2 separate regions of the Capsicum annuum genome follow, and region 2 is linked to region 1. Evidence: chromatin contacts called from public Hi-C data. All regions are on one chromosome and are shown on one strand. Each heading gives the region's core, a stretch centred on a gene start, on an enhancer-like site or on the middle of the called end of the contact. The rest is flanking DNA. Distances are from core to core; before and after follow the strand shown. Region 1 holds the start of LOC107842448 (sodium/hydrogen exchanger 2). Region 2 holds the start of LOC107842408 (inactive beta-amylase 9).

Evidence for each region. A called contact is a pair of places that touch in the nucleus more often than the background predicts.
Region 2: a contact with region 1 is called in a Hi-C map of leaf, with 2.4 times the contacts expected there. The contact joins the promoter of LOC107842408 here to the promoter of LOC107842448 in region 1. A contact is called at or near these places in 2 of 5 Hi-C or Micro-C datasets (leaf and placenta).

The regions. Positions count from the first base shown.
Region 1 is chr1:182,683,788-182,688,864 of UCD10Xv1.1, reverse strand. It overlaps LOC107842448 (sodium/hydrogen exchanger 2), which reads left to right and starts at 1,257. Exons shown (of 15, transcript XM_016686299.2): 1 at 1,257-1,587; 2 at 1,900-2,192; 3 at 2,297-2,415; 4 at 3,219-3,316; 5 at 3,425-3,484; 6 at 3,579-3,625; 7 at 3,743-3,937; 8 at 4,072-4,118. The coding sequence starts at 2,019.
Region 2 is chr1:183,182,767-183,188,115 of UCD10Xv1.1, reverse strand. It overlaps LOC107842408 (inactive beta-amylase 9), which reads left to right and starts at 3,067. Exons shown (of 3, transcript XM_016686244.2): 1 at 3,067-3,750; 2 at 4,859-5,341. The coding sequence starts at 3,499.

The sequences.
Region 1 (5,077 bases), core at 8-2,507:
AAATAGATTTCATATTTCAAGATACTAACTTTCGTCCTAACAAAATTATTCTTCTCCAACAGAAGCATTATAAATTTATAAAAATGTACTCTTTTTATCCTATTTATATGATACAATTCTAATTTTGAAAATTAAGCAGTTTAAGTTTGATTGTGTATTTGAGCATGAAATCTTTAAACTTTTAAAATAAAATTATATATTGAAAAACTATATATATATATAAATACTATAAACCATGATATTTGATAGTTTGAAATATTCAAAAGATATATGAAAATTTTAAAATTAAAGAAAAATATATTGCATCTAAAACTTTGAAATATGTCACGTCACAATGTAAATAAAGTGTTTAGAAGTAAATTATTGTTCTCTCCATTCGCTTATACTTTTTATTAATTTCTTAATTGAACTTTTATTTTTCATTATTATTTTTGACATATAATTTTTTTTTTAATATTTTATTCTTAATATTAATTATTCTTTCTTCAAATTAATTTTTAAGATATAATGTAAATATTATCTAATAGAAATATTATAATAAAATAATTATTATTAATTATCTTTTAATAAATATATAAATTAAAATATAATAAGTAAAAGCGACAGCAAAAAATAATCGGTCAAAATCCTTTAAGGTGTGTTAAATCTTTTTCCCCTGTAGTAAATAAAACAAAAAGAAAAACGGCATCAGCCGTGGCTAAAAGTGAGAAGTTGCATTAATACCTACACCCTAAGATTCGGAAGGACCACAATCATCGCCGTGGTTGGTCCCATTCTCCCTCTTCTTCTTCCCCATTTAAATAATAGCCGTTTCCTTTTATTCTAGTAACCCTTTTATATTTTTACCACATTTAAATTAAGTAGTAACATAAATTTTTATTTTTATTTATTTTTAGTAATGCAAATTATAAGTAATATTATAGATACATGAGACTTTTAATAATAAAATTATAGAATTAACGATATATAAAATTTACATCTGCTGTTTTGAGCTTAACTCATTTGTGCAAAACGGCTCACTCCTACTTTTTAAAACACCAGTACTTAAATCTTGCTTTTGAAAGACTACTACTAATTAGTCCTTAAAATAATCTCTTGATTAGGAAATTGTTCTTTTTTTGTTTACTTAAAAATGAAGCTCAGATTAAAGTGAAAAAATAGACACATCAGCATATGCTGAAATGAACGGTGATGATGAGTAGAGAAAGAGCAGTCTCTGTCTTAATTCCAGCCAAACTATAAATTACCCTTAAATTCCATCTGTCCTTTATCGCTCGCTCGGCTCGATCTTCTCTCCTTACTATATCTCTCTCTTAATCATTTGATTTAGAATAGAATAAAATTAAAACTACAACTTTCCTCTGTCACTTGTCGCAATTGTTTCTCAATTTGACTTTGTCCCCACTTTCCTTCCATTTTGCTTTCATGTTTTATTCCAGCGCTACAATTTCGTGGACTGATTTTTGTGCTCAATTTAGCAAAAGACGCTGCTGCTGAATCTGCAGCAGTTTGAATTTTTGCTAAACATCTGAGATCCGATTGAATTTCCAGTGGTTTTAATCTCCCGTTTTCACTCCAATTTTCATCGTAAAGTTTTTGTATTTATCGTCATTCATTTTATGTTTTTTTCGTAAATTTATGATATGAGCTATGCTTTGATGCGATTACAAATGGTAATTTGATGAAATAAAGAAAGAATATCGATGAGTTTGATTCATGTGGCTAGTTTTGATCCTGCCTTGTCATTTTCTCTCTTTTCTATTTCTTTTTTTTTTTAATTTTAAATCCACACGACGCCACGTGATTGTCTATAGCTGCATTTATACGCTTCTATATATGTGGATTTTTGAGAATTTATTAATTTTAGGATTTGAGAATTGTTTAATTGGTTTGTTGCAGGAATCGTTTGGATTGGATTTAAGGTTGGATTGGGAGTTGGAAATTCAGTTGTTGAAAAAGAGGAAACTTTTATTGTGATTTTTCTTAAGGCTTTTGTGAATTGAGGATTTACTGAAAAAATGGTGTTCGACTCTGGGATGTTGCTGGCAAGTTTGAACAGATTATCAACTTCTGATCATCAATCTGTGGTGTCAATAAACTTATTTGTCGCACTTATCTGCGCTTGTATCGTGATCGGTCATCTATTGGAGGAAAATAGATGGATGAATGAGTCCATAACTGCCCTTGTGATCGTGAGTTCATTTTGTTGTTGCTATCGGTATTTTGTGTTTTTTGGTTATAGATAATGAACTGATATTTGTATTTGTATTTGTGGTTCCTCGCCTTTTGATGACAGGGTCTTTGCACTGGAGTTGTCATTCTACTAATAAGTGGAGGAAAGAACTCACATATTTTAGTGTTTAGCGAAGATCTTTTCTTCATATACCTGCTTCCGCCGATCATTTTCAATGCTGGGTAGGTATTGCATTTAAAATGTTGCTTATGCCATGTAGTCCATAATGTTTCTGTAGCATTATAGTTTGCAGTAAACAACAATAACTGCCCAATGGTTGCTTGGGGTTAACTGATGCATTATCTTGAAAGCTTACCTTAAATGAATTTTATCAGCTTTCATTTTCCCTCCTTCAATTATTTTCTTTTCCCGTACTATTATGATTTTCAGAAGTGAAGATATTCGTTAGTCAATCTTGTTCTTTAAGCTTGTCGCAATGCAGACTAAGCATGTTATGTAAATGGATAAGGGTAGAGGGGTGAGCCCAGTAATCTCGAGTTTTGAAGGCTGCAGTTGGTCTTGTTTCTCAATTCAGTAAAGAAAATATTACTTGTTCAAAATAGCACTTAAAGTTTGTTAATTGATGTTTGTACGAAAACAGATCTGCCGTTAAGTCTGGTTTGTACAACCATCTTTTGGCTTAACTATTAGTCTTAGTCGATTACCCCTTACTCAAAAGTTTCATCAAAACACTCCGCAATTTGATATTACTAATTATAATATATAGTTTTTATGGAAAAAATTTCCCACTATCAACCAAACAGCAAAAATCTTTTTCTCAAAGTATATTCTCCAGTAATACCAAACACGCTCTAATGCTTCTTTCTTTTACAATGTTGAAGTTCCTGTGGTCTCATGAACTCATTGACTTTTATTAAGACAGGCTACTCATTAGCATGTGATATTTGTTTGATTTGACTTGAGTGTTAAATTGGTCAAAAGGATTGTGATGAGTTAGTTTTTTTCATCTTATTCTGTTCCTCAGGTTCCAGGTGAAAAAGAAATCATTCTTCCGCAATTTCAGCACTATCATGCTTTTTGGGGCAGTTGGCACCTTGATATCATTCATTATCATATCTTTATGTGTGTATTTCTGGTCTTTCCATCCTTTCCTTTTGTTTCCTCTTGTATCATAGAACTTATTGCACTAATGATTCACCCATTAGTAATAACGTCTATTTTCATGATCAGGTGCTATTGGCATTTTCAAGAAAATGAATATTGGAAACCTTGAAATTGGAGATTACCTTGGTACTTCTGCTGTTTCCTCTATGTTATTTATATTTTCAAAACTGTCATTGGTAACTTCTCCGCTTGTCTCTCATATATCACTGTTTGTTTCTAGCTATTGGAGCAATCTTCTCTGCAACCGATTCTGTTTGCACCTTACAAGTAAGTATAAGTTGCATTTAATAAAAAAACTACAAAGTCGTAGCATTGTAGGCTGAGTGCTGGTCAGACTAGCTACCCTCTAACTGATCAGGTATATTCTATTTGGAAAATGTGTAGGTGCTTAGTCAGGATGATACGCCCTTACTGTACAGTCTAGTTTTTGGGGAAGGTGTTGTGAATGATGCCACATCTGTAGTACTCTTCAATGCTGTCCAGAACTTTGACTTATCTCATATCAACACCAGAAAAGCTCTGGAATTAATTGGAAACTTTTTATACTTGTTTGCCTCGAGCACCATCTTAGGGGTTGTTGTAAGTCTCTCTCTCCCCCCCGCCACCCACCCACACACACATCACATGCTTGTGTGTCCTTATTTGTGACTTCGTGTTGTGTGTGCGTGGTAGTACTGACAGAAGAGTGACATTTAATTATTTCCCTGATGCAGACTGGTCTACTGAGCGCCTACATAATTAAAAAACTCTACTTTGGAAGGTTCGTATGTATTTTTACTTTCACGAATAAATATCCTTCTGTAACTCATTCGATATACATGTAAACACACGTTAGGACTTTGAGCATGATAATCTTATACAGAAATATTATAGAAAAGATACATAATGCGGGAGACATTATCCTAGAGAAGAGCGGGAATGCTAGTCGCGAAACGGGTTTCTACCTCCTTGCCCTACCCTATGTTACCGCAACTGTCAACAATGCAAAAGATGTAGAGAATATGTGGTAACCGTAATGGGCGGAGCGAGAGCCAATTTATAGAGGCTTAGACTTAAACTGATTTGTCCATCAAATAATGGGTCTATGGATGGGATCTACTAGTACCATCAGTTGCACGTAAAATAGATCTCATATATAGTGGTCATCATACACACCACAATATGACAAACAACTAATGCAAGTACATAATTTTGTGCTATATGTTACCTTCCATATATAGCTACATTAACAACTTACCATATCAGGTTCATAAGCTATAAAACATTTAATATTATGGTCCGCAATAATGTTTCATTGAGATTATCCCAATATCTCTAACAATAATGTATAGACTATACACCATTATAAAAGCAGGAAATTCATTAATGTATATTATAAACACTTAATTGAGCTCAGAATGTCAAAGCATCATAAATGCATCAATCATAAGTACAACCAAGACAAATTAATTGAACATGTTCTTTAAATGTCTTTGGCTTGTAAGCCCTTCGTTAATGGATCTGCAATCATGAGATCCGTTCTAATATTCTCTAGTGACACTCTTTGTTTTTGAACTTCTTCCTTGATGGTAAAGTACTTTAATGCCATATTTTTGGATCCTTTGGAGTACGTATCATTCTTGGAGAAGAATACTGTTGCAGTATTATCGAATTAATTTTCAGCGACTTGGTAATGGTGTTGACAACCCCAAGTCCTAAAATAAAGTTTCGTAGCTATAA
Region 2 (5,349 bases), core at 1,818-4,317, 500 kb before region 1:
TCTATCATGTTTGAATCCATCCATAAATAACCTCTCACACCTCCACACCAGGACATTCGAGCACCTCCTCGTTACATGTCCAAACTATCTCAATCTTGTTTTTTTGCATCTTATCTCCACCAAAGCCACCCCCATATTATCTCGAATAACTTTATTTCTGATTCTAACCCTCCTACTAAACTCGCACATTCATCATAACATCATTATATCTACCATCTTTATCTTTTGGGTGTAAGAGTTTTTGGCTAGCCAACACCCCGTCCTATACAATATAGCTAGTCTAACCACCACTTTGTAGAACTTACCTTTATATTTAAGAGGAACCTTATTATCACACAAAACTCCAAAAGTGAGCCTTCATTTCCTCTGTCCAACACCAACACGGTGGGTGCCATCCTCGTCAATCTCCCCATTCTCCTGAATCACAGGTCCAAGATACTTAAAACTATCCCTCTTTTGAACAAACCTGAGTGTCGAGCTTTACTACCACATCATCCTTCTGCGTTTTCTCACCAAACTTGCACTCCAAATATTATATCTTAGTCCTACTCAACCTAAACCCTATGGACTTAGAGGTCTGTCTTTGAATCTCCAACTTAGCATTAACTTCTCTACGAGTCTTGTCAATTAAAATTACATCATCCACAAATAACATACACCAAGACACCTCTTCTTGAATTTGCTGCATTAGTACATTCATCACTAAGACAAACAAAAATGGACTAAAAGTTGATCCCTGATGCAACTCAATCAATACGGGAAAGTGCTCCAAGTCACCTTCCATAGTTCTTACCTGAGTCTTATCCTCATTTATCAACTCTAAGCTTTAATTAGAAAAAGCTAGGAATCAATGATCCAAAGCACTCCTGAATGCCTCGAGAACCGTGTCAATCCTCGAACAAGGTTATATATCACCCTCTAGGCCTAATGGAGTCATCAAAACTCGAATACGACCTCGCCAACCCCAAATGTTAACTTTGATCAAGCTTACAAAACTCTAAACTCACCCGAAACGCATTCGATCACCTCAGAAGTCGTGTCACCCATCCTCAAAAATCATAATCGGCTAACCGATGTTATGAGGATGATCAAACAAGAACATAGAAGTGAAAATCACAAAACAACCTTGAGGATCATTACATAATATTAGGAGTTAGACTTGGCCAAAAAAAAAAAGAAGAAGATATAGTACTAATTAATTGAATTTTATGTGACATCACCCAAAAAATAAAAGATACAGTACTAATTAATTGAATTTTACGTGACATCATAAAATCAAAGACATTTATATTTCATTTCTATAGTTAACGAAAAAATAATTTGAACTGTAAAAATTGGATCGAAAGTATTTCATTTGGTTATATGGGTTTGAATTATTACAAATTTTAAATACTATAAGAATTGTATGAGCAATAATACAAGATAAACGAGTCACTAGTAATTTCCTATTGGTCACGAATTTTTCAAAAAATTAGTGGACATAATAGATAATAGGCTTGTTCTATTCTGAGTGAGACTTTCAACTACCAAAAACAGGCCAGCCATATTCTTAAGACTCTAAAATCAATTAGGAACAGATCTATTGCACTTTTTCTTTTCCCCCCTATCCAAAAAATATCTTATTCCAGAAATTTACTCATGATAAATAATTGGGAAAACAAGATAAAAGTCGAAGAAGTATTTTCATATGATTGCACTCCCGCATCCACGAAGGACAAAGTTATATAGCTTGATTTTTGAAAGTGGTTCAATTAATCCTATTTGTTGTAAATTATCAAATCCTCATAATATAAGATTAGTACAAGCAAAAATCTTCATAAGTTATTTTAAATCGTGTTTAAAATTCAGATGTGATGCAAATAAATTTCTCTATTACTATACCCCATTTATTTATACATAATACAAAAATAAAAGATGAATTTGCAACAGTTGAGTCGAACTCTAATCTAAATCAAAATTATGTTATAAACCAGATCAGCATTCATCTTTTCTTTTTTCCACATAAGCATAAACCTTATCCACAATTTCTTGAGGATGTACTGTTAATGATCAGCAATCAGAACCAATCAGTCAGGAATCTACTGAGTGCTTTGTTTGAATAATATAAGGAAGCTGGCATGGAAGTGAGTCAGCAGAGTCACTGGATCATGACACGTGTCCCAACATATTGTTTATGCTTTCTGAATTATTGAGATTTAAACAGTACTATAGTAAATGAAGCAAATCGTACAAAAAGTGAGAAAAATGAAATAAATGGTGGTCAATTTAGTTGACATCAGCAGCAGTGCACCTTTCATCTTTTCTTATCCACACAAAATATCCATCTTTCTTTTGTGTTTTCATCTGATTTTCTATTTAGGTGGTTCTCACACGTTTTATTTCACATTACCCCCAAGCTAACAGTAATTACTATTCTTAACATTACTCCGTAGCGAACAAGAATTTAATAATATGTACTTCATTATATAAGTAAAATAAAAGGGGAAAGAATCTATTATAATCGATTTTTTTGAGGATCATATAACTTTTGGAAGAAAATATATTTTATTAAATATAAAAATGCATAATTTATTTAAATATTTTTATAAGAAAAAAAAAGCTTAACAAAAAATTATTCTACATCAACATCTGAAAAAAGGTAATACTTTCTAAAAATTTCATAATTTCAGTAAATAAGATGTTGTCATTATTTCAGAGGGAAAAAATAGCCTCTTGCATGTTCTGAACATGGGATTGAATTTCAAATATATTATTGTGTTTGTTCTTTATTTAATAGTATTTGTTATTTAGGTCTATACATGTATGGTGTGAAAGAGAGTAAGAAACACATCAATTGAAAAACTTATCACTAATCTAACAAATTAAGTTTATTAAGCGATTGATCGAAGAGATCGAAAAAATCTTAATAGTTTAATTAATTAGTTATTTAAATTTTTATTTGTTAATGATCATTCGAAAATCTTTTTTTTCCCTTACTATCAATTTAAAAAAAAAAACAAAAAAGGAAAAATCTATAACAATCGACATTCTTTCTTTTAAAAAGTTTATTTCCAAAACAGTATATTCAAAATAACGTTATGCAAGTTGACAAGGTCTACTTCAAATTACGTTTGAGTATGTTGGTGTGGTTGTTATTATGCAAGTTGCTAATATGTAACAGTTGAGAATATTCGGAGAAAAAAATAAAGAAAGCTTAAAATTATGCGGTTGAATTTTCTTTAGCTGTAGAGTCGACACGTGGCACATTCATCTTTCCTTTCCTCTTTCCTTTGTTTATATAAATTGGTCCCAAATCCATTTCAATCTTCATTCCACATCTACAATTCCTTCAATTTTCTTCAAATTTTGTAGCTCTAAATCCTTCATTTACCCAATTACTTGAAACCCCCTTTACTGATTGTTAAGTATTTAGTATTTCAAGCCCTTTTTCTGTGACAAAAGATCAATTTTTCTAGTCATATTATAAATTTCAGATTCTTGAATCTTCTGGAAAAAGTTATGGAGGTTTCAGTGATGGGAAGTTCTCAGGTGAATTTTGGTAGGAATGATTTGGGATGCAGAGAAGCTGTGAATTGTAGTTTTACCAAGAATCTGGTTGTGAACATCTCTTCTTCTTTGAAAAATTCAAAAATATGTGTTGGCCAAAGTGTAAAATTGGGTGGAAAATGTTTGAGTAGGTTTAGTCTGAAGGCATCTGGTTGTTCACAAGCTGAACCAGTCCTATCAAAGAATAACAGAAATCCTAAGCAGGTAAGATAGATCTTCTTGTTCTTGTATTGGTTATAATTATTTTCTTCATTTTGTATGGCAAAAATTTGGAAATTTGAGGGTGTTATAGAATATGCTAATTGTCGTGTTGTTTTTTCTTTAGTATTTGGGGCTTTGTATCTATGAATTGTGAAAACAATAAAGGGCTTCCCCTTGCATATATGATAAGAGGTTGTTTCCATGCCTTTGAACATAGTGAAAAAAGGAAGAAAAAAAACTTGTAAGAGCCTGTTTGAATGGGCTTAAATGCTTCTTTTAAGCTTTTTGGAGTGTGGGGTAAAATCCAGATTAGCTTTTAAGCCAAATAATTGGGATTGCCCAATTCTTTATTTTGGCTTGACAACTGTTTTTCTTTGATTAGTCTGTTAATTTTTTTTAACTACAAATAATTATTTTTGTTCAATATAAAATAAGCTCCACCACTTTGAGTTTAAAAACTACTTAAATCCAGCTCATCCAAACAGGCTCTTAAGTGGAAAGTAAAATGATGTTTTTGGTTGAAGTCCTTAACACTACAAACTTTTGGTATAAAATTGATATGCGATTGTCTTGTGGTGTTTTTACCATTCTAATCAAGCAACTACAGCTTACATTGTTCCGGCAGTCAATTAATAAGTTTTTTTGGTTAGAAATTCTCCTAGTCCTCGGTTTATGAATTTATGAATACAGCATTGTAATGTAGGTAAATTTTTAGCATTTGTGTGGAGTGGAGTTGCCTTGTGCAAAGCATGGCGAGTGCACTGTTTGCGTTTTACTGTCTGCGAGTGACTTAAGTTCAAATGTCCTGAATAGTTCAATAATTAGGAACATCAATGAGAAATTGGATTAATACCAACGCTATTGTTTATTGGATGCTAAAATTGGTTATGTTAATTGTGATTTGATTATCATAGTACTAAATTCATATATGTTTGATATTCTCTTACTTTCGAAAATTTCATGATGCACTTAATGGGAGTGTGCGCTTCATTTCTCACTTTTTGCTTTAAGCCCCATGGACCTTATCGTTTTCTTTTACACTTTTTCCTTATTAAAACATTGTTCTATTGCTATACTGACATGTCTTGCTCTATGGGAAACACTCTTGCAGACTGACGGTGTGAAACTATTTGTTGGGTTGCCACTTGATGCTGTTTCAAATACTAATACAGTAAACCATGCTAGAGCAATTGCAGCTGGATTAAAAGCGCTGAAGTTACTAGGTGTAGATGGCATAGAACTCCCAATCTGGTGGGGAGTTGTTGAGAAGGAAACCATGGGAAAGTATAACTGGACAGGCTACCTTGCACTTGCTGAAATGATCCAGAAGTTGGGACTTAAGCTTCATGTGTCACTTTGCTTCCATGCATCAGAGGAAGCGAAAATTCCACTCCCAGAATGGGTTTCTCGGATTGGTGAAACTGATCCTAGTATCTTTTTTAAAAACGGATCAGGACAAAGCTATAAAGATTGTCTCTCCTTTGCTGTTACTGATGTTCCCGTCCTTGATGGAAAGACTCCAGTTGAAGTATACAGAGAGTTCTGTGAGAGCTTCAAAGCTACGTTTTCCCCATTCATGGGTACCACAATCACGGTATGAAT